Regions from separate parts of the Anas platyrhynchos genome. Here region 1 is linked to region 2. The links are chromatin contacts, called in public Hi-C maps. All regions are on one chromosome and are shown on one strand. The core of a region is the stretch at or near the end of the contact, and the rest is flanking DNA. Distances in the headings are between cores, read along the strand shown.

Region 1 (4,807 bases), core at 1,177-3,676, 230 kb before region 2:
GGCTCCAGCTGCTGCATTTGGAACCTCAGCAGCTTTGTTTTGGATACCTTTTAAAGTATATGTACGCTTAGAAACTTTTAAAAAGGGAAATGGTGCTTTATAAAAAGTAACTAAGATCTGAACCCAAAGCTGGCAGTTTCCTGGCCATCAGCTGGTCTGCGTGCACTGCACCCCACGGCAGGATTTCAGCATCTGACCATGCTTCAGGTGCGGGATCAGGGCTGAATTCAGGCCACAGCCCGGAGCAACCGCTCTCACCACCCACTTCTGCTGGAAGGCTGGAAACCTCAGCAAACATTGTATGTTTTGGCCTGACCCCGGGTGGGTGCTGGTGTCCTCCAGCCGCACACCAGAGGTGCTGCAGGGCTCCTGCTGCGGCCGGAGCCGTTCGTGCCTCGCAACGGGAGCAGCTGCTCTGAGGCCTGGAACTGAGACAGCCTCCATTTTACAGTACAGACAGAGCTGCAGCACATGTTAGATAAAATAACCATCTCATTTAATCCCCTTACATCCCTGGAGAAGCCCAGGAGCAGGCTCCGGATTTGTGCCAGCGCAGCAGCACCTTGTAAAACTTCCCAGCAAACAAGGTGTGCAATGCTGGGCTTCCTTCGTCAGGGTAACAAAACAGGTTCCGCTCCCTGCTCTTCGTGCATTTAATTTGAGTGTGATTTGAGACAGAGAGATTATGATTTCCTCTTAAAAAGCCTCCTTTCTTGTACTTCTCAGCTGGCCCATAACTCAGGCAGGGAATTGCACAAAGAAGTGGGGGATGGACAAGCTGTCCCCACACCCTGTCTCCTCAGGAAACTCACTGTCATCTGGAATTAATTACTTACCTTTTTTTTTTTTTTCTTTTTAAATACATATAATTTCGAGTTCATGGTCCAGCATCTCTGATTCATAGTAATAAAGATTGCACAATAGCAGAATTGTGGAGAACAAAGGTTAATCTGAGGCTACGATACCCCTCCTAATGAGATATAACTGGAAGCACATGCAGATTTCAGAGACAGCAAATACCTGCAGCACCATTGATCTTTAATTTCTGAAGAGATGATAAGATTAGAAATGAGTCCGTTTCAACATGCACAAGGGGAGGCAGAGAGAAAAAGCAAAGAAATATTCAAACCCAGCAGATTCTGCCCCGTGATTCTCTTGAGATGCACCAGGGCAGTCCTTACGTATCACGTAAGAGCTCTACGCCACCTACACCTTCTCCATTTAAACACCAGAGTTTTTAGGCAATATGAAAACCAACAAAGAAGAGAGCACAGGTCTGTGTGCCAGCCTCAGACACTTCAAATCCACAGCTAGCTCTTTCTCTAACTCCAGAAGCATGAGCTAGTTTAAAACAATGCTTTGTAATGTCCAGTTTTGGTATTTTCGGATTTGCTCGCAAGCCGACGAGGACTGGACATGTCTTTTTTCGTTCCAGAGAGCCTGACGCACTCAGGGGCTGCGGCTTTGGGAAGAATCCCATATATGCTGAGGCTCTGACCAACACGATGAGATCTGGCAGCAGCAAGACCGTGCTCTCAAACAGAAACGAAGCAAGCAAAAAGCACCAGAGAGGCAGAGGGGAGGATGGAAAAGTGAGAGGAGAGTAAAGAAATGGCATTTGGGAAGCATGACGAGCTGTTAGCGAGGTCAGAACTAAAGCTGTTCCAGGAGTTTCTGATGAAATGCTCTTTTGTTCAAAAATGCTGATGTGCTGAAATCAAAATGATTCGGGAGAACGTATCAATCTGATAGGACTTGTTCCTGCCGGGTCATTTGCCTACTTGTTTTACTAGAAGCCTTGGCTGCTAGACAGCCGCTCTGATGGGCTATTGGGAAAGCAAGGTTCCCAGGCTCCCCAGAATCTCAGTATTAAAAAAAATTAATTATTGATACAAGCCTGAGTTATGCGTGTTCGCCTTATCAAATTATCTGTAGCTGTGCCTGTAGCATGGGAGTAGCACATCTGATATGCTTTAATGATGCAAAAAGCTCGCTCAAGAAGCAGCGAAGCCAAGCGGAGCAATGCTCCTGCTCTGCACTCCCTCTCGCTAAAAACGTTAGAAAAAGAAAAAAAAAGAAAAAAAAAAAAAAAAAGAGGAGAAATAAAAAGTGCAGTGCTTTCCTTCAAATGCTATGTAGAAGTTTTAAACAGTTAAGGCTTCCCCGTTTCTATTAGGCAGGATCATTTGAGCCAAGCCCCGAGTCTGCTGCTATGAATGGTGACTTTGTAGTATAATGCATTTTCACGGTGAAATCATAATATCCTGGGCATTTGGGGCTGTATTATACTATAAAAACGAAGGCCAGCTCCCTCCGGCTATTACATTTTTGGACTGGTATTTGATCTATTAAGTTCTGCAGCTTTCTTCTGGCCGCAGCAGCACAACTGGCAGCTGCTCTGCATTTTGCAGCGATGCCGTTAGGTGGTGCCTGAACCAGGAGATTGCAGGCAAGAGAAGCAAGGTCTCCTGTGCTGCCCAGGCAGCCTGCCACGGCTGGAGCTGCTCGATAAATATTTTATTCTAGCAATTAAAGAAGAAAAAAAAATTGAAAGGGAAAAAAAAAAAAAAAAAAAAGGAAAAAAAAAATAGCATGTTTTGGGATTCAGTTTAACAATCTCGCTGATTTCTAGGCTTGGCAAAGGTGAGTAATTAAATAAATAAATAGTCAGCTCTTCCTCCCGCCTCAAGCATCTCCGCTGACACACACACACGCTCCTTTAAGTGAGCCTCTGCTTCTCCAGGGCTCAGCCAAATTTCTGCTCATCATGCCCTAGATCTCTATCTCTCTCCAAGGTTGATAACTGGATTTCCAGTAAGTTTTGAGTCAGAGATGGAAATACTATTTAATGTACCAGCTCCAACAGGGGTTTCCAGGAAAAACTCTTCAAGTGCAGAGCAGGGTAAATACTTTGTACATAAGGAAGATCTTGCTAGCAATCAGGAAAAAATCCTGATTTTGCATGGAAAAATAATAGTTCATTTCTTCCCCCCTTCAAACACCTGCAGACAGTCCCTTTCCGTAAAATGATCTCTCCGGATACATTTATAAATGTTCATAGTTTCTCTTTAACATTACATTCATGGAAGCTGCCCTGTGATAGCCACTAACTGAGGTCATTAATTAAATAATTGCGTCCTGCTTGGGATAGCCTGTGACCCTTCTGTCTAACCCGGGGCTCCCATTTTGTTATTCTTTTTTTCTCCCTTAACCAATCCATCAGCCACCAGCATTCCTCCATCTTGCAGTGACCTGTACGTATGTCATGGCGTTTCAATTCCATCTTCCAAAGAAGAATTTTCAATACTTTTGTTGCAAATGTTGGGAGATCCTCAAGCAGCATGATGACAGGTTCAACCCATTCGCACAGTGTAAGAGCACAGCAATCCCCTCCTCGTGTGTCCTGCCAGCCGTGGGCAGCAGCCAGCGCAGGGACTTCCCCAGCAAGCCCTCACACCCACATCAGAGCCACAAATTAATTCCTCACTCAAATTTTGTCTAACCCTTTGGACAACCCCTGACTCCCACAGCCACCCTGCCACTTGGGAGCCACAGTCCAACCCCATTTTATTAGTAAGCGCTCCTTTCAAAACCAAAAGTTCCTCCTCTAACTGCTAAGAAGCTGTTTAGAAACCTCTGATTTGCTTATGTACTGCATGGAAGGAATAAAAAATGAATACGTCAAAACATGAAGTTGAATATTGGGGTTACCAAAGGCAGAGATGCTCCTAGCACTTATATGAGCACTCACGGTTCATAAATCCCTCCAAGAGGACCAAGCAGCTTCCTCACCTCTTCAGAAGTTATCCTAAATATCACGAGGTGGAGGGCAGCCGGACAAAAGATATAAAGGGAGGCAGCTGATCTGTTTTAAAGCCTCTCTCATTCCTTTCAGGCTTTAGATTTCACATAAATATTTCTTTAAATGCATACATCTATGTACCAAAACTAACATTTGAGAGGCTTCCAAAACTTTGCTTTTAATTAAACCCATGAAAGTATAATGCTCACACTGAATAAGTATCAAAAATAGAGACAAAACTGAGAAAATATGCAGGCATTTTTCTTGGTTTTTGTCAGGCTCTGCAAAGACAATTAAGTTTCTTTTCTTCACTATACATATAATACTCAGAAGTGAAAGCTTAATTAACTTGTCAGAAACTCTGGCATCTCTTTTCTTGAGCTGCTGAACCCACCTTCCCAAAAGAGTTGAAGGGAAAATTAAAAAAATAAAATATAAAAAAAAAAAAAAACTAAATGCTCTAGCTGAAATACCTGATCATGCATGACATTCCTGTCCTGTAATACACTTTGTCTGTCATTACCAGAGGCCTTTTTATCCATCTGGGTGAGCACGCTCTTTTTCCATTTGTCTGCGAACGTCTCAGCACAGAATTTCAATCGCGGCAACGCGATGGACGTTTCGCGATGTGCTGAGGGGGTAAGACAGAGCACCACTAATTGCATCGTACAGCACACGTGTTTAGCCCACAGAACCTGAAAGTTTCATCAAAATATCCTCAATCAAGTGGCTTTTCATGCTTGGGTCTCAGATGGATGGAGAAGCAGCGCCCCAAAAGCGAGGGGACCTAATCACGCTGCGGCGGCCAGCACAAGGGGCCCGGGACTGTCCTGTTTGCTGCAGATTTTTGTAGATATTTTGCATTTCTGCTGGCTGAGTCCAGTGGCAGCTGCGGTCAATAAGTCCCTGTCAGCCAGCGCTGCCTGGAATTGTGCTCGAGCAGCTGGAGGAGCCGCCGAAGCCCCAGAGCAACTCCTGACCCTGCTTCCAAGAAGCAGGAGGCTC
Region 2 (4,495 bases), core at 42-2,541:
GTCTGTATTTATTTTTTACTTATTTTTAATGAATTTACTGAATTCTTAGTAAACAGAGAATATTAATAGCAAACAGACCTGCAAAATCATTCTCTCTAACACATTTTCTTTTACAGCCCTAGGAACAAAGTTTGCTGAACAACTGTTTCAGTGGTTTTAAGTTCCTTTAACAGTTCCTGTTTGTTCTGCTGCTGCCCCAGTAGCTGTGGGCAGGCAGGGATGTACCGATCGCTCTGCTCAGCAGCCATTCCCTGCCAGGCTCCCGGGTTGAGCAGCGTTTCTGTTTTGCTTGGCTGCTCTTCCAGGCGAAGGAACACGGGAGGCTTTGCAGGAGGAACTTCTGTGCTCGTGGGCTGTGGGGTTTGTGCTGCTGCCTTACTTGTAGGGGTTTTAAAGTACTCACAGGATGGCTGTTATTGTCCTGGAACCACCAAGAATGGAAATTAGTTCAAGGTTTAGGGTTTTCTATGATTTGTTTCCCCTTCCAAAGGTGCTTGCAGGCCGTACGAGCGCTGCCACTCTGCCCCAGAGCCTTGGGCTGGGTGCTGACCCCATCCCAGTGGCCCTGGCCGCCAGGGAGTCTGCTCAGCGCTCAGACAGCAAGCTGTAAATCCGACTGCAACCAGCCTAGCCTTCAAGAACTACTTCAGCCTTTCTATTATTAATTATTCAGATAATGCTAAGTGTGTGCTAGACGGTTCTCAAGCGCAGAGAGAAGGCTGCTGGCTCTGCGCTGGCGAATCCTAAGGATGTAAAGACAAAGGGTGAGGAAAGGGATGATTGCTCTGTTACGTGGCAGCTGAATGCTTCAACCGCCTGCATTTCCTGCTGCTGCACCAACTACCTGATGGAATTAGAGAAGACAAGGCTGAGGCACAGGTACAGGAGAAGCAGTGCAGGTGCCTGAGCTGCTCCACTTTGAAGCAGCACGGACAGGCTCGTCTCACTGAAATGTGTGCTAAGTTTCAGTAGCTGTGATCTGGGACGTAGATTTGGGTAACATTTTATCCGACAGTCTGTAAACTCATGATTTGGGTGCAATAGTCCTAAATACTGTAATCTATACATGCTGGGTAGTGTTCACTTGTTCTAGTTACAGCTCAAGCCTGCCAGATTTATTGATGAAATTGGGCACTGAAGATCCGGTATATGAAGACCTATTCGTTTGTGATGTTTAGTTGCAACTCAGACGCTTAAAAGTTTTCATTTTCCACAGCTAGTTACTAAATCCAGCACAGTCTTAACTTAAAAAATGCAACGCTGCCCTCTGCTGTACAGCGGTGAGCACATCGAGATGCCTCTGCATAGCTTGTGTCCGTGTAACACCCTGCATGCGTTCATGTACTGCTCTGTACTGATGGGACTGTTCAGGCACCTGTAATGGATGAGTCAATTTTTAATTATCAATGATCGATTCAGCTAATGGTCTGTATTGAAATCTTTATTTTCGCCCATTTTTCTTTGCTAACATATCAATGATTTTTTATTCATTTTAAATGATCTGTTATTAGCACGGAAGGTATTGCTATCCCCATGACTATTTTGGTTGTTGATCCGCAAGCAATTTATTTGGTCTCTTTTCTTATAAGCTGTTTTTTCATCCCATTCTTGATCTAAATAGTAATTTCTTTTGCCTGTGTTTTTTCCCCTCTCTACAAGCACGCCTTTCATATAATGATTGAGGTAAGATGCATTGATGTTTGTTCATGGTTATGGAACTTTCTGTGGACTTGTAAGAAGTTGTTTTGGTATCAATTCCGTTCTTCCAGTAATGTGGACCAGAAATTCGTGAGCATGCGGGGTTTAAAAACGCAGCTTTAGCCTTTTCTTAAAGTTGCCTACAATTTCTCAGGCTGTGGAGTTGTGTCTGCAGGGTTTGATGAAGAAATCCTCCGGGCATCGCTGGTTTGTGGCTCTTCAGCTACAGACGAGCTCAGAGCAGCCTGTGTCACTCCCACCCGTGTGCTGCATCGCAGGGGCAGGGGCAGGGCCCTGCTGGCACAGCACTTGCTGGGGTCTCAGTTTGGGGCCATGGGAGCAGCACAGAGAGCAGGGGCTGGGGCTGACGTTCCCATGTAGGCGATGGCCCCGAAGGCAGCAGCATGTCCTGCTCGGGTCCCTCCAGTCTGAGAAACACTCCCTGGAGAGAAAAGCTCTTCTACATCTTAAGACTACTGTGATCTTCGTACTGGCCAGGAGTGGTTTTTACATGTATTAGATCACTGATTCTTCACGTGAAACTACAAGTAACTGAACTGTTTATTCAGGAACTGTGGTCGTTACCGGTAGACTTTTTACATAAATATTGAAGAAGTTGAGATTTGAGTTGCGGTATGAATGTACAGTTTTTGTTGTCTCTCTGTCAGTCTCATGTTGTTCTCTGATAGCCAGGATGCTTTGTAACTGTAATTTAGAAGAAAACAGAATGCTGCTATGGCAATATTCTGAGCATCTTGCACCTGGAAAGAGTTGTCAGAGGCCCTTCTATTCCCACTGCTGTCTTGCTTCAAGTGACTTGATTTCTGTTAGGGAAGGAGTATTCTGGCTACAAGCAATTACCTTGTTTCATATTAATTAGGGGAGTATGTCATATATGCACTGCAAAATACAGGGGAATTCGTGGGGCAAACAAGAGAAGAATTGTCACTATTAAGAGAAAACAAAACGATGCTGGGGAATTAAAGGTTGAAATTTGGATACGTGTTATAGTCAATTTTAGACTAAATTACAGAATTTACAAAGTCTGACTCCTTTTATTCTTGTCCCGACTTCACCCATCATCTGATTGAAAATAAACCAAGCCCAAGCTTGAAAGGGAGGAGAATGATCTTTAAAGGGGAACCTGTTGACCATATTAACAAAAAAATAGCTGTAGTATAAATGTAACCAAGGGGAAACAAAGCAAAATTTAAGAAAGAGAATTGCATGGGCTCTGGAAGCTTTATTTTGGAGTCAGGAAAGAGAAACGTGATTATATATGACCCCATTTGGATAATCGGTCCCTTTATAGAGGATAAATCATCTGATTCAACTGCCGTGTGAGAGAAATGGCTGGGGAAGAACTCAAGCACTGATGGCCTGTGGTGGGGCAGTCTTCAGACAACCTGTCCCGTTTGGCACATCCTTAAGGGAAGTGTGGCTTCACAGTGAAGCTCCACAACCATTCTTGAGTCATGGAGGGAAGATACCATTCTTAAGATACCATTCTTAAACTTTAAGCGTTATTTTTTTCCTTTTTATAAATAAATTGGCATGTGATCTACAGCTGCCTGCAACTCCCAGCTCTAAAAATGGGAACCAAAAAGTAGTTTAACCTTTGAAAACTACAGCGTGGCACAGCACAGCGAGGTGTGCATGGTTCCGAGATCACCTTCCAACCTGAACTGATGGTTTTAATGGCCAGAGGCTTTGAGCTACGGGAAGAAGAAAGCGTAGTGACCTGTTCTGCATCCTGAGGCCATCGGTTCAGGTGCTGTTGGCTGTTTTTATCTGGCAGAGGATCTGTGCAGCGGTGCTCACCATGCCACCTGCCCAGGGTGAGGAGAGAGTCCTGCTTCCCTCCGCCTTCCAGAGCTTTTTCTGTTAACGCGGACCTTGCTGCAAGCAGATGCAATTTGCTAAACTATTAGAAAAATAATGTGATTAGAAGGGGGGTGAAAAAGCTTTCTGACAACGTAGCATCGTACCTTGATTCACCGTGCAGCAAGCAGAGTCAGTCCGAGGGAGAAAGGGCCGGGGAAGGCTGGGCAGCAGGAGAGGGGCTGCATTTGGACAGCTGAGGCAGGCTGATACACCCCATAATACCTTAGCTCACATTATATCATCCGCCTTGGCGCCGCAGAGATGGTTTTCAAAAGCCACGCACAAGTAATGATGCCTGTGGCACAGTAAATATTTCTGCTCAGCAGCAGAGCAGGTTGCAAATACCGTCAGGGAATGGCTCTGCATAAATCAGGATCGGTAATTTTAGAGCAAATGGCTGTTGGGTTTAGTGAAATCGTTTAGGAAAAAAATAGAAAAAAGTGTAGAACTTTATTTACATTAACAGAAGACAATTACACTTTCCATTTTAAATCAGGATTTGTTTTGATCTCTGTGTGTGGGTGTGTTAACTTCTTCATTGCAAGCAGGAAGTTCTGACTTCACAGAAATGTTTCAACACCCAGAGAAACACGCGGGGAACCGCAGGAGGCTGCTGTGTAATGCAGCGGGGAAAGATTTTGAAATGCCAGGATTTTCTAGGAAAAGCAAAATCCAGGTGTATGAGAAGTATCCCATTGGTCTAGGGTGAGAGTTAGCCGCCCTGTTTTCTTTTTTATCTGGTTTTTACTCAGGAGTGATGCAGGTGCTGTAATCCAGCTGTTTTCATCAGATCTCTGAGAAGTGTCAGTGGTCTTCTGCTTGATGGTCAAGAACAAAAAAATGACCTAGTATGCTTCAAAACACTGGTAGGCTTTTTGGACAGAGGGTAGAGAAAGGACAGGGTTGTTCAGCC

Evidence for each region. Hi-C and Micro-C count contacts between places; a contact is called where the count stands out from the background.
Region 1: a contact with region 2 is called in a Hi-C map of subcutaneous adipose tissue, with 3 times the contacts expected there. The contact joins two enhancer-like sites. A contact is called at or near these places in 5 of 8 Hi-C or Micro-C datasets (F1 follicle, liver, skeletal muscle and 1 more).

The regions. Positions count from the first base shown.
Region 1 is chr7:3,345,195-3,350,001 of IASCAAS_PekinDuck_T2T, reverse strand. All of the region lies in intron 2 of LOC101798800 (a long non-coding RNA gene), which reads right to left. Among named protein-coding and RNA genes, the nearest start is that of ACVR2A, 190 kb to the right of the region's middle. Within about 2 kb of position 2,426, at least 3 of the 8 cell types and tissues checked have an H3K27ac peak or open chromatin away from gene starts, as enhancers often do. A contact at or near this core is called in subcutaneous adipose tissue, where this site is marked.
Region 2 is chr7:3,111,582-3,116,076 of IASCAAS_PekinDuck_T2T, reverse strand. It overlaps ACVR2A (activin A receptor type 2A), which reads left to right. Exons shown (of 12, transcript XM_021275966.4): 5 at 1,660-1,683. Among named protein-coding and RNA genes, the nearest start is that of ORC4, 34 kb to the right of the region's middle. Within about 2 kb of position 1,291, at least 1 of the 8 cell types and tissues checked has an H3K27ac peak or open chromatin away from gene starts, as enhancers often do. A contact at or near this core is called in subcutaneous adipose tissue, where this site is marked.